Regions from separate parts of the Mus musculus genome. Here regions 2 and 3 are each linked to region 1. Evidence: chromatin contacts called from public Hi-C and HiChIP or PLAC-seq data. All regions are on one chromosome and are shown on one strand. Each heading gives the region's core, a stretch centred on a gene start, on an enhancer-like site or on the middle of the called end of the contact. The rest is flanking DNA. Distances are from core to core; before and after follow the strand shown. Region 1 has its middle 180 kb from the start of Tprg. Region 2 overlaps P3h2 (prolyl 3-hydroxylase 2). Region 3 overlaps Trp63 (transformation related protein 63).

Region 1 (4,067 bases), core at 818-3,317:
AGTTTTTCTGTAGATCTCTAACCCATGGTAAGTAACTGCTCTCTGACGCCCAGAGGCTACTTAACATGTTTTTGGTTTGGGTTTTCTATCTCTATCAATGATGTCTTTGACATGAAGTTGGTTGGCTTAGTTGAATCAGAGGCATCAATTACTAACATAAGGGTTCTAAGTTCAAATATCTACATGGCATGCATGGCTAGCTCCACTATCCTTTCCCGTATTGGTTTATTAGTTTCCAGATAATTCTGGTGATTCAGTCTGTATGAACTGGCACAGACAGATCAGTCTTCCTTTTGGGGAAGACAGGTGCACTGTGCCCTAGAACCAGTGGTATTATAGCTCCATGTGGAAGAAAGTGACAAAATCACTAACAGAGAACCTACTTCAAAGGAAGACTAGAAGAGAGTTTGTAAGTCCAGAAACCTGCATTTTGGATTCATATGATGCTCTGCCCACGTGGTTTTTCTCTCAGCACATCCAAGAAGACTCTCAGTTGCCAAGAGACACAATACTAAAATTACATAACATAATTGATTTAGGAACATTGGTGTTAAGGGAAGAAGTAATAATTCTCACTGTAGTATTGATTCTATGGAGAACTGTGCTAGGCGCTTTACACGTGAAGGGCCATTTCACTGTGCTCGGATGAGGACCTTTTGTCATTCGCGTTTCTCATTGTGTTAGTGAGAAGCCTGAATTCCCAAGGGAACTTCCATCTTGTCTTATTTCCATCCTTTAAATACCCAGAGGCAAAGCGTCAAAAAGGAAAATGGCTGTCTGGTGGTTTACATTGCTACTACCCAACTCAAAATCTGCCCTTAAACCTTGCAGATAATGACAACTCAAGGGGTAACGTTCAAAGAGCACAGAGGCAATTTTCCTAACAGGGGACTCCACTGAAAAGAGCTTACACCTTCAGATTCTGGGGAATCACAAAAGGAGCTCTGTAGATATGGCATAAAAGTGTTAGCAAGATCTAATAATGGTAATGGTGTTGTAGTGCTAAAGATAGATGAGCAGGAGGTCTCTCTCTCTCTCTCTCTCTCTCTCTCTCTCTCTCTGTGTGTGTGTGTGCGTGTGTGTGTGTGTGTGTGTATGTGTGTGTGTATGTGTGTGTGTGTATGTGTGTGTGTGTGTGTATGTGTGAGTGTGTGTGTATGTGTGAGTGTGTGTGTGTGTGTGTGTGTGTGTGTGTGTGTGTGTGTATGTGTGGTGCTCTTAAATTGGATTATGGTAATGAGTTCAGGATGTGTCCTGGGTACCTCACACGCACACACATACAAGAAAGCAAGTATCACTAATTAGGACTGCCTGCCTGAAATACCCCTGTGCAATCATAAAGTAATTGTGTGTGTATGTGTGTCTGTGTGTCTGTGTATGTGTGTTTGAAAGGTATTATAACACCTAACGCCATCAAAAATTCAGCTGTTTTATTTATAAAATGGTGGTAGCCCTTAGATCGTGGGGAAATTATTTCATATCTCCCAAGCCTTAGTATTCTATCACTCAAATGGAGTTTATTAATTGTTCTTTATAGAACTTATACATTAATCTAGAAGGCAATTATAATGGTGGGTGTGCATAGAAATGGAAAACTTCAGAAAGTGATATAGGGTGAGAGAATGTGTTCTGAAGAAATGGTCGATCCTGGTGGTACTGCAGGTAGGCCTCAGCCAGGGACTAAAGCCGGCATTCTTAGTCCATGAATCATTACTCAAACCAACCTCAACCATAAGCAAAAGGCAAGTCTGAGCTATTCTTTGATTTGTTGTGGTTTTATGCTCTTTAAAACCACACCTACCTATATAAGAAGCACAAACTTACTGGAAACGCATGTGAGACACTTTGTCTATTGGGTATACTAACCTCCGGTCCAACCCTTTCATGATAAAGCCAGATTGAATTTGTTAACAGCTTGCATCTGGTTTCCAAGCGTGCCCTTATATAACCCTAGGGAGCCCTAATTCAGGCCCAGTCATTAATGAAAATGCGAAGCTTGCACATCAGGCCAAGGAACCCTTGTTCTTCACCACTCTCCAGTCAGAACAGTTTGGGCTTCCAAAGCTACACAAAGGATGTTAGTGTTTCCTACACTTAATGACCAGGCAGCGGCACCCAGGACTCATCCTAGACTCATTACCATAATCCATTTTAAGAGCACCAGCACCACAAAGCTATGGCTGTGTATGCTATTACAGGTACCACACTGAAGCTGGGTTCCTGGATGCCTGAAGGCCAGGGAGCTGTTGAAAAGCCCGGCCTCCAGGAGACCGTGGGGGGAACTGCTGGAATGTTGTTTATCTTCAGACCGCAACAACTGCTCCAGTGTTTCACAACAGGAAGGTCCGTCTCGAAGCGAGGCTCAGACGTTGAAGGCTTAGAGAAGCAAGACCTGAAATAACCCCCACTTCTCTGATACCTTCCATCCCCCTCAGGCTGCTGAACCCTTCTACCTCCCCACGCTGTCATCATGGTGCTGTGGAGGCAGCCAGAGCTGAGACCATGGAATAGACAAAGCGTTTGGAGAAGCTTGTACTTAACATAATACTCCAGCTGAGATGGAAATGCCCTGATCCTGTGGCTCTAAAGGTGTTGAGGATACTGGAAGTATGCCTTCTTGCTCTCTTACCTCTGTGGATCTTATGAATTATCCTTCCCTTTATAGCATCCATGTTTTTAATTCCAATTTTTTGTTTCCTTTCTGATCTCTTAGATGTAAAGAGAAAGTGTGATGCATTCAATTCGAAAGTCATGGGCAAAGCCTAGTAACTTTAATTTAGGTGCAAATGATTCGGAGAAATGAAGTTTTAAACAGGCTAATTAGAACTCCACGGTCTTAGACAGTTTGGTTACCCCCTTGAGTACCAATGTTCAAAGAAATAACAGGAGCCTGCATTTGAGCTGTAAAAGGAGCAAGTAGTCCACCCTCTGGAAGCATCTGAGTCCCCATGGAAAAGAGCACAGGATCCTTAATGTGCTGCAAATGGGATATTGTTGAAGAAAACAGCCGTACAGTGCAGACCATGCAGATGTGCTTAGGCTCTGCCAGGGCTCTATTAGAAAAGGGCTGTTCTGTCATACAAAACTGGGACGAGGACAGAAATGGGTTTGTTTGTTTGTTTGTTAGCACATGCCAGACTGGAGAACCAGTTCCCATGAAGAAAGACCATGAATAATTAAGAAAAGAAAAATAAACTCTTTCTCAGAAACACCTAACTCGTCCTATAGTGGCAGGTCAAGATATGCTTGTTTCTGGACAGATTGAGAAATGAAGCCATTCTTTTCAGCCAGCAACCGGCAAACATTTCCCATGTGGGAAATAACCAAATGAACACTGTTTACTGTTTTCACTCTGGAGGCGCCTAAGAAGCTCAGAGAACATAGACTAAAGTGGTCGACTCTGGCATGAGGCTCTATAAAATAACGCCTGAGTAACGGGGGGGGGGGGGGGGGGAATGGATTCTGACAACAGGTTTCAGGAAGACGAGATAAATCAGGACCATGTGATCTGGGCCTGAAGATTTGACAGCAGCGCAACGAAGGGGCACAAAAGACTGGAGTCACCATGGCAAAAGCAGGTCCCATGGCAAAACCTAGAGCACTTAGTTTAGGACATGGAAGCACTTAGTGGTCACCATGATGCCTGACATCCTTTCCTAGAGGACTCCATACTCACATGCCTGTGGCATCTACAGGGTTTCTGTAAGCGGCACACTGATCTGTTTCAAAGTGCAGGCTGTGTATCCAATGACATGAGTTTGAGTTTAATTTTACCATTGGTCAATCTACTTTGAACAAGTTTTCTGACCTTTTAAGCCTTCAATCTCGTCTATCAAAGAGAAACAATTAAAATACCCATTGTGTGTGTGTGTGTGTGTGTGTTTTAAGTCCTGCAGAACATGTGACATAGCACCTGCTGTAAATAACAAGGGGTACCATTATAATGTCTTACTTGTTTTCTTTCTCTTACTGAAGGATCAAAAAAAAAGTCACAGAATGAATGCCCTTCTCTTATCCAAATAGGCTAAAACCTAAAAGTGATTTTCCTGAAAATTTTCACAAATACT
Region 2 (4,067 bases), core at 537-3,036, 490 kb before region 1:
AACATCTTCTGTAAGAGCCATCTCGGAAAGTAATTGCATAGAATGTGGGGATGTGTGAAGAGCGTACCGGTTTGGCTGAAGTAGGCTTATCCCTGTCTGGGTGTTGCACCAATCTGTGCACAGATGGCTGGCTGGAAATGTTGGGGAAGCATCTGCTGCCCGGGCTGGTTATTACACTTGTACCAGAAATGTGTCAATTGTCTTTTTGCAGGAGCGGATACAGGCAGATGAAGTGATTGCCATCTTGGATCAAGAACAGCGCGGGAAGCATGGACTGAATATTAACCCCAAAGATGAGCTATAGAAAAGAGAGTGCTCTATTGAATATTTATTTAAATAGATGATCTTATGAGAACCTTTTTATTTTTGTACAGAGCCGTAGTATAAATTAACAGGATACTAAGAGTCGTTAGATTTCTCCCCCTGTTCCCAACTTCGCTTCATTTGCTTTCTTCTGGTCTTCATTGTTTTGCTTCAGTTCATCATTCAGAGCCCATTCACACCCTCAAGCACACACCGCACTGAGTCACAACACCCACACTCTTCATGTCACACCAGTAAACATGCAACAGAATTTACACTACAGAAGTGCACACAGGCCATGTACACATGGCACAAACTCCCAAATACGCCACACATACATAAGACAAACATAAACATACAGAAACACATACCACCCAGATACACAAACACTACATGGCACACACACACACACACACACACACACACACACACACACACACACACACACAGTTACTTTGCAGCATATTCAGAATATCAACATGATCAGCCTGCACTCAGCACCCCACAGCTAGAGTGTGCCCCGAGGTCTAAAGATAGGATGTGAATTGGTCTCAGGCTTCTATGGTTTGCTGCCTTTCCCCCATCACCTTTCATGGTTCCATTGGCTGAGAGTTCAGACTCTTCACAGCAAGTTTGCCTTGTGTCTACAGGAGCTCCCAGGACACAGTCTGCCAAGTCCCAAGAATCACAGAGAACAGCATCTTTCAGGCTTGAGGAAGCCACCACTGGATTAAGGACTATGGCACGGGGTCCCCTTGGGTAGAATGTTAGGACTGGTGTTTTCAAATGAAGTTCTGATTCCCCTCCACAGTGCTCTGTAAGAGGGGACACCTAAACAGGGGTTCCAGCAGTGTAGGTTCACCCCCAGTGGTGATGGAAGAATGAATACCTTAAATTGCCCTGCCCTAGGCACTATTGCTGCTGGAGAGGGGCTCCTGCTGGTATAAATTCAGAGCTGTTTCTCACAGGCTGCACCTCAATGGCTTCTGTTGGGCAGCCTCCTCTTCCTGCTGCTGTCAGCTCACACAGGCATGCTGTGTCTGAAGTGTTTAATAAAGGGATCCTTGTTACAGAACTTGTCTTCCGATGCACACCTATTTTATCTTCCAATGATGTTTTTGTAACTATCTGGGACAACCCAGGAACACATGGACCATGACAACTCTGCCAGCAGACAGTGGTCTGCAAGAAAGTGGGTAACTTGCTTTGGAGGGAACAAGACTGGCTAGCGAGCTGGAGTGTTAATTCAGAGAACTCAAAGACTTCGGGGTTCACTGCAAAGGCTCTGCTCTCAGACCACACCCACTGTTGCAATGTGCTCCAGTAAAGGGGGAGGTTCACTTTCTGCCACTTGTGATCTGGTTAGGGCTAAGAAGACTTTGCTCGGTGGAACTGAGAAATTCAACTTCAGTGCTGTGTGCTGTTGGCCTACCACTGCCAAACCAGAATTCAGGATGTATCTCTGCCGTGGAAGACTGGGCAAAGCTCTCAATTCCCGGGTGACCTAAAGCAACTAACTCGCTTCCTCTTTCTGGACTCCAGTTCCTCTTCTGAAAATGGTGTCATTCATTATAATTGTTTCCAAAACCCTATGCCTTCCTCAAGATTCAAACTGAACATAAACCAATAGCAAGACTAATATTAGAAATATTAAAAAATACAAGCAAGTTTTTTTCTGCTAACATCTGAGAGTGGCAAGTGACGTCACCACAGGGCTACTACAGGGCTATGAAACTTTTACCCCGACTTTAGGGTTGACAGTTCGTGATATGTGAAGCAGTTAATTTGTTTGCTCTTCACTGCAAAGCACTTGCTGGCACAAAAACTCCATGATAGACAGATCTGGGCAAGGATCTAATTTCTGTTTTCTGGTTACAAGACATCAACAAAGAAATCAGACCTTGGCTCTGCACAGTTCTTGTTTCCTGGGTGCGCTCGTGCCCTGGGAGAGGCAGCAGCTTCAGCACAGAATGTGCCATCCAGCCCATAGAAAGTGGGTAAGCGCCTCAGTAGATGCCGCCACTGTTGTGTGCGATCCCATCGTGTGTCACGCTGACAGCAGGGAGTGGTTGTTCCCGTTCTGCTGGTTGGCCATGTTGCTTTACACCTGGAACATCGAAGATCTACTAAAGCATTCATTTTTTTAATCTGCTCCACATCAAACCATGCATAATTTCATTCAAATATTTAGGGAGTGCCATCGAATGACTTAGGAAAGCCAAACTCAGAAATTAGAGTCTATATGTTAAATAGTCCTGTTTGCAAATAAGTGGAAAATCCCATTCGAATATTTGTAGTTATAAGGGCTGAAGAAAGCCAAAGAGATTACAATCCAGTTGCCTCTTTCACTTTGGGCAAAAACTGAGGCTCCGACATGATGCTGTGATGACTGAGTTAGAGCAGACAGGAGTAGGACTGAAGCCACCGCTGTTGGAATAGGGGATGCAAGAATGCCTTGCCTGTGAGGCTGAAATCTAGATGCAGGGCTCCCTCTACCTAGAGAATTTGTACGTTTACCTCTTTGGCCAAAGATGGAACTTGCCTCTCTCATCCATGCCTCTGCAGGTCTAGATCCTTCCACCAGGGCCACCTTTTCCCTTGTTTACACACATGGACCCTAAGCTCACAGCAGAGTAAATAACAAAGTCTTACTTTTTTATCACTTAAGGACCATTTGTCCTTTCCTTTTTCAAAGTTCTATATTTCAAAGGCTGGTTTTCATCATCATAATACTGTATCGAACAGATATAACACTAAATATGGTCTTTCCTGGAGAATGCACATATGTTCTAAGCATGGGATACAATGCCCATTTAACAGTGGAAGACAAAGAGAGCCATGAACACTGTAATGACTGCCTGTAGACACTTCCTTGACTTAAGAGCATGGAGCCAGAGGAAGAAGCAAGATCTTACCAGAGAAAAGCAAAACCATCTGAGAACTGTTGCTCTCTACACCATCTGCCCAGGCCTAACTAATTTGCTAACAGGAAAGGTTTGCTTTTCTAGAATCACACAAACTCTTTTTCTTTTCCACCTAATAGCTGTGAGACAGCATGCATCTCCTTCTGTTCCATGAGATACATCGGACCCAAGTCCCTAATTCAACTTGCTTCCAGTTCCTTCATGAGACATACCTAGTGCGCAGCAACCCCCATGACAGTCATAGAGATCATGAGGGAATCATGGATGGTGTCTTTTTGCTGCCCCTCAAAGATAGAGATTGTCTTTGACTTAAACGTACCATGGACTGACCTAGGACAGTGCAACCTGGGATGTGAAGTACCTTTCTGTACAGCCTGCCTCTCAGCTGACAAGGACTTCTCCGTTTTCCTGGCTTCTCATCATTCGCACAATAAGTAACATTTCTTTGGCATGTACTCAGCTGAAGAGAAGCCACGGAATGAGTCAGTTCCATTTAATAATTTATACCTATGAATTTTAATTGAAGTACAAATGCTGAATTATTTCACAGAAGACAGCCACAGGGAACAACTCCCTCAATGACGTCAAGGAAGGAGTAATGGGGCCACCTCAGAAGCTCCTCATGCCAAAGCATTAAGTATTCGGAGGAAGCTGACATTGTTGTAGCTGGAAAGTGGGGAAAAGGAGACCAGTCCCACACACTGAACTCTTAGAGGGAAAGAGGAGCCATTTGGCAAAAATTCCAAACTACAAGACCCTGGGTTTCTTCCACCTATCGCCAAGAAGCCTGTGGAATGACGTTACCCTCTCACATGGTCCCAGCAGCCCACCCTCAAATCT
Region 3 (4,067 bases), core at 1,042-3,541, 400 kb before region 1:
AGTACCATGTAAATGATGCTCAGTGCTTTTATATAAAGTAAGAAGGTAGAGGAGAGCTAGAAAAGGCAATAGAAAAAGGCGAACCCAGAATGCGGAGGAGCATTCTGACTACATGCTACCTGTGCGTGGCTATGTAAAGCTGTTAAGAGAAAAGAAAAGGTTTTTTTTTTTTTAATTTTTTTGCTTTGTAAAACTTTTCAGTGGGAGAGAATGTGCCAGAGTGAGGGGACATCCCACCCCCTATGAGGAGAAGGGGAGGGACATGGGGGAAAGGCCTTGATGATGAAAGGAGCAGAAAGGGGAACAGCATTTGGGATCTAAACAAACAAATGAATTAATTAATTTAAAAATCATGTTTTGGAGCATTCACTTCAGAAAGAGTTAAGTGCATGGTATATGGGACTGGGTTGGTAATAGTACAATGGGGGGAGGGGAAACAGAATTAACAATCAATAAATCACTAAGGTTTTAAAATTAGAATATCTAATTAATCAGTAGCTTGGGTGTGAAAATGATTTTTCCACCACATTCAGATATCCCGTTCTTACTAGAGCTCACTAAATTGTTAGGGAGAGAGAAGTCAGGTTTCAATGGGCTGTTGCTCTCTGCCAGCCATGGGTGCAAAAGTGAAGTTAGAATATGAATATGTGTATATCACACATTTAAGCTGTCTAAGGGATTATCCGGGAGGCAGGGGGAATCTATTGATGAAGCATATCGTGTCCAACAGGTGGAAGTCAGTGGTGATAGGATATCCTGTAAAGGACAATTCAAGTTTTAATTCATCTGAATACTAATAGATTATAAGATTAGGGCCTTCTTATAAAAGAAGGTATATACTTCAAAATACTTGTTGAAACCTATGCATGGCAGTTTATGCCTGAAATTCCAGAACATGGGACCACTGAAGGGAGAAAGTTGATGTGACTTCAACACCTCCAGCTTGATACAGATCTCCAGGTCAGGCTGGGGTATGGAGTGGAATCTTTTTTTATTTCTTTTTTTCAAAAACCCAAACAAACTTATTGCAGTGTCATTAGGCTTACATGGGTGCAAAATTCTTTCTAGAATAATATTTCTCTACAAGACCCACAAAACACACAGAACAGGGTTTTTAGATGTAGCCCGTTGGCCTTCAGGACCCTGTGTGAGCTACTGAGGTGACGCATACACCACGGATCAGTCAAGCCTTTCCCAGAGGGAACATCTCTGCTTCCAGGATTTTGTACTTTGCGTTTCATGAAATGCCCCATTACAAATCATTTAATTAGAATCCAACTTTAAGAACAGATGATAAGGTAACTGAGACCTCATTCTGTTCAACATGTGACTGCAAGGCTTAATGAGACCACATCTGTGTATCCCTGGACTATCCCTAAAGACATGTGTTCTCAGATGGTACCGCTCCTTAGAGTTCCTAGGAGAGCAGGGACCATTTTAGCCTTCTGCTTAATAGCTGAAAGATAAATCGATGCCTGGAGCTTTAGATAGCATTCCACCCAGGTGGAGGGCTTACAAAACAAAACTTGTTTCTGATGCAACAAGTCTGGAGCGAGCCTGAGACTGTGTCAAATTTTCTGATGCTGTTGGTGTGGAAGTCAGGTTCTGAGGAGTTTTATACTAGACCTCTGGCTAAGGATGTAGCTTAAGCAAATTGTTTCAGGTCTACTTCTGCTAGGGATACTCTTACTTGCTCTGTGACCTCTGATCACGCTCACTGACGAACCTCACAGTTTTCCTCACGCAGCCTTCCTAATATTATCTGCAGAGTCCTACATCTGGAGAAGACTCGACCCTGCCCCATCTGGCCACTACATCTACTTACGGCGCTTCGTACCATCGCCGTTCTTTGCGCTGTCCGATACTTGCTGCTTTCTGATGCTGTCTTCATCTGCCTTCCGGTCTCTTCCTGGGCAAGCACAGATCCGGGCCTCAAAGCACCGTCGGCCCAGGACTTGCCCACTGGAAATTAGAGAAGAATCACAGGTTAAGGTTACAGGTGTCAAGGTTCCCTTGAGTTCTCCCACTAATTTTTCCTTATGCGGACCATCTTATGCATACCCTGCCTCCCCTCCACCTCCACCCCCCATCTTTAGCATAACTGCTCAGAACAAGCACCCAAAAGTGCCAGGCAAAACAGGAAAGTGCTTGCATGCCACAAACAGTGTGAATAAAGAACATTCCATTTCTTCTGCAAAGAATCTCCAAGCCATTAGCTGAACAGCTGTATTTAGCTACATATTTTGAAGGAAACCTGAGTTAAGCCAGGGGATGTCCTTGGATAAAATCCCTCTCAGGCAGCTCAGACTGCTCAAGGAAACTGTTAAATGCCTTGTGGCCACATGAAAACAAACGCTGTCTCTCCAAAACAATTCCAGTCAAACATCAAGAATTTGGGCCTGAAGTGAATGGCCCGCCTCTCTTGGCTCTTTTTTGTCCCCTCCTCTACCCCCACACCCCTTCCCTGTCTCCACTTTCTCAGATCTTTCAGTGTTTACAAGGGATTTGCAGCTCAAAGCACTGAATCTGGGTCTTCTCTTTCTAAAGGCAAAGGCAGTGGAAAAAACAAAAACAAATCAAAAAACAAAAAACAAAACAAAACAAAAACAAAAACAAAGAATTCTGCTTGGTCCTTGGCCTTTGGCTGTTTGTGATTTCGGTTCTGCTCACTGCCACTTACTCTCTGGTTTCCAGAGTAACGATGATTAAAATTGGACGTCTGTTCATTCCTCCGACGCAGCTGCTGTTACACATGAAATTGTACAGGACTGTTGTGAATTCAGTGCCAACCTGAGACAGGAGAGAAAGAAACATACATGTCTATATACATGATGTAACATGTAACATGGCTTTTGCTCTGCCCTCCAGAACTCCACTTCAAATGGCATGTTTCCTTCTAGGAAGGGATATTGTAAAATCCCCTGGAGAGCTCTCACAGTCTTGCTTTTTAGAAGGCGTCAAACTAATGTTTCTTTCTGTTTTGTTTGTTGTTGTTGGGATTTTTGTTTTGTTTTGTTTTGTTTTTGTTTTCTGTTTTTGTTTCCCCGAGACAGGGTTTCCCTGTGTAGCCCTAGCTGTCCTGGAACTCATTCTGTAGACCAAACTGGCCTCGAACTCAGAAATCGTCCTGCCTCTGCCTCCCAAGTGCTGGGATTGCAGGTGTGCTCGACCACTGCCCAGCTAAACTAATGTTTCTAGCACAAGGCCAACACTGGCAATATGACTTCCACTGGCTCATGGCTCTGTGATTTGCAACCTCACCCAAGTTACTCACTTCAGCACCACACAGAGAGCTCTGGAAAAGGAGGCTTTTTTTTTTTAATATGCCAAAATTAGCAGCAATTCTTTGGGGGGATATTTTCTTTTTGAAGATAAAACAGTATTGTGTAGGTTTGAATGTTTATCTTCATGAAGAATATCCTAGAGCTAGAACGCCCTCAGAATTAAATCATCTATATCGTTCATTTATACACAAGGCCTGTGAAACCCAGAGAGGGTGAGTCACATGCCAAAGAGCCCATAGTTATCTAGGTGACTCCAGCAGATTAGCTCTGTTACTCCTGTGGTCCTGTGACTACTGTATATGTTCCACAGGTCTATTGTGCTTCACACACACATGTGTAACCGAACCATCTGTTCAGGCAAACTTCAGTTAAACAATGTGCTATAGCTTCTCCTATTCACATCTACTATTAAAAAACAAAACAAAACAAAACAAAACAAAAAACAAAAACCATAGCATTTGTTTACATGTACTATCAATGCTCTGTCATCTAGATCAAACAATGCTTTATATAAAATGGGCTTGCAAGCATCACTTTCTGTGTTGAGGAGGGCAGCATGGTTACAGCCCCATTACCAAGCTAATTCAATGCTTTCTTAAATTCAAGATTTAAAAAAGAGATATATTCATTTTTTATGTGTATGGGCATTTTGCTTGATATATGTGCACTATGTGTATGTGGCAGAACCATGTATATTGAGATGGGGTTGGAAACAGAACCAATGGCCTTTGGGAAAGCAGCAAGAACTCTTAACTGCTGAGCCATCTCTCCAGTCCCGCATTC

Evidence for each region. A called contact is a pair of places that touch in the nucleus more often than the background predicts. HiChIP or PLAC-seq counts read pairs in DNA pulled down with a chosen protein or histone mark.
Region 2: an H3K27ac HiChIP or PLAC-seq map of acute myeloid leukemia shows a contact between it and region 1, with 4 times the contacts expected there. The contact joins two enhancer-like sites. A contact is called at or near these places in 1 of 39 promoter capture datasets (liver), 5 of 484 Hi-C or Micro-C datasets (cardiomyocytes, cerebral cortex, embryonic fibroblasts and 1 more), 6 of 115 datasets of contacts at active chromatin or transcription factors (the NIH/3T3 cell line, acute myeloid leukemia, astrocytes and 3 more) and 1 of 9 other capture datasets (embryonic stem cells).
Region 3: a Hi-C map of uterus shows a contact between it and region 1, with 3 times the contacts expected there. The contact joins two enhancer-like sites. A contact is called at or near these places in 1 of 484 Hi-C or Micro-C datasets (uterus) and 3 of 115 datasets of contacts at active chromatin or transcription factors (kidney, pancreatic cancer cells and vascular smooth muscle cells).

Annotation. Positions count from the first base shown.
Region 1 is chr16:25,463,856-25,467,922 of GRCm38.p6, reverse strand. No RefSeq gene overlaps it. Among named protein-coding and RNA genes, the nearest start is that of Tprg, 180 kb to the right of the region's middle. Within about 2 kb of position 2,067, at least 61 of the 459 cell types and tissues checked have an H3K27ac peak or open chromatin away from gene starts, as enhancers often do. A contact at or near this core is called in acute myeloid leukemia and uterus, where this site is marked.
Region 2 is chr16:25,956,595-25,960,661 of GRCm38.p6, reverse strand. P3h2 (prolyl 3-hydroxylase 2) reads left to right here. Exons shown (of 15, transcript NM_173379.3): 15 at 212-1,378. The coding sequence ends at 304. Among named protein-coding and RNA genes, the nearest start is that of P3h2, 150 kb to the left of the region's middle. Within about 2 kb of position 1,786, at least 67 of the 459 cell types and tissues checked have an H3K27ac peak or open chromatin away from gene starts, as enhancers often do. A contact at or near this core is called in acute myeloid leukemia, where this site is marked.
Region 3 is chr16:25,863,970-25,868,036 of GRCm38.p6, reverse strand. Trp63 (transformation related protein 63) reads right to left here. Exons shown (of 14, transcript NM_001127259.1): 7 at 2,681-2,790; 8 at 1,826-1,962. Among named protein-coding and RNA genes, the nearest start is that of Gm24928, 160 kb to the right of the region's middle. Within about 2 kb of position 2,291, at least 38 of the 459 cell types and tissues checked have an H3K27ac peak or open chromatin away from gene starts, as enhancers often do. A contact at or near this core is called in uterus, where this site is marked.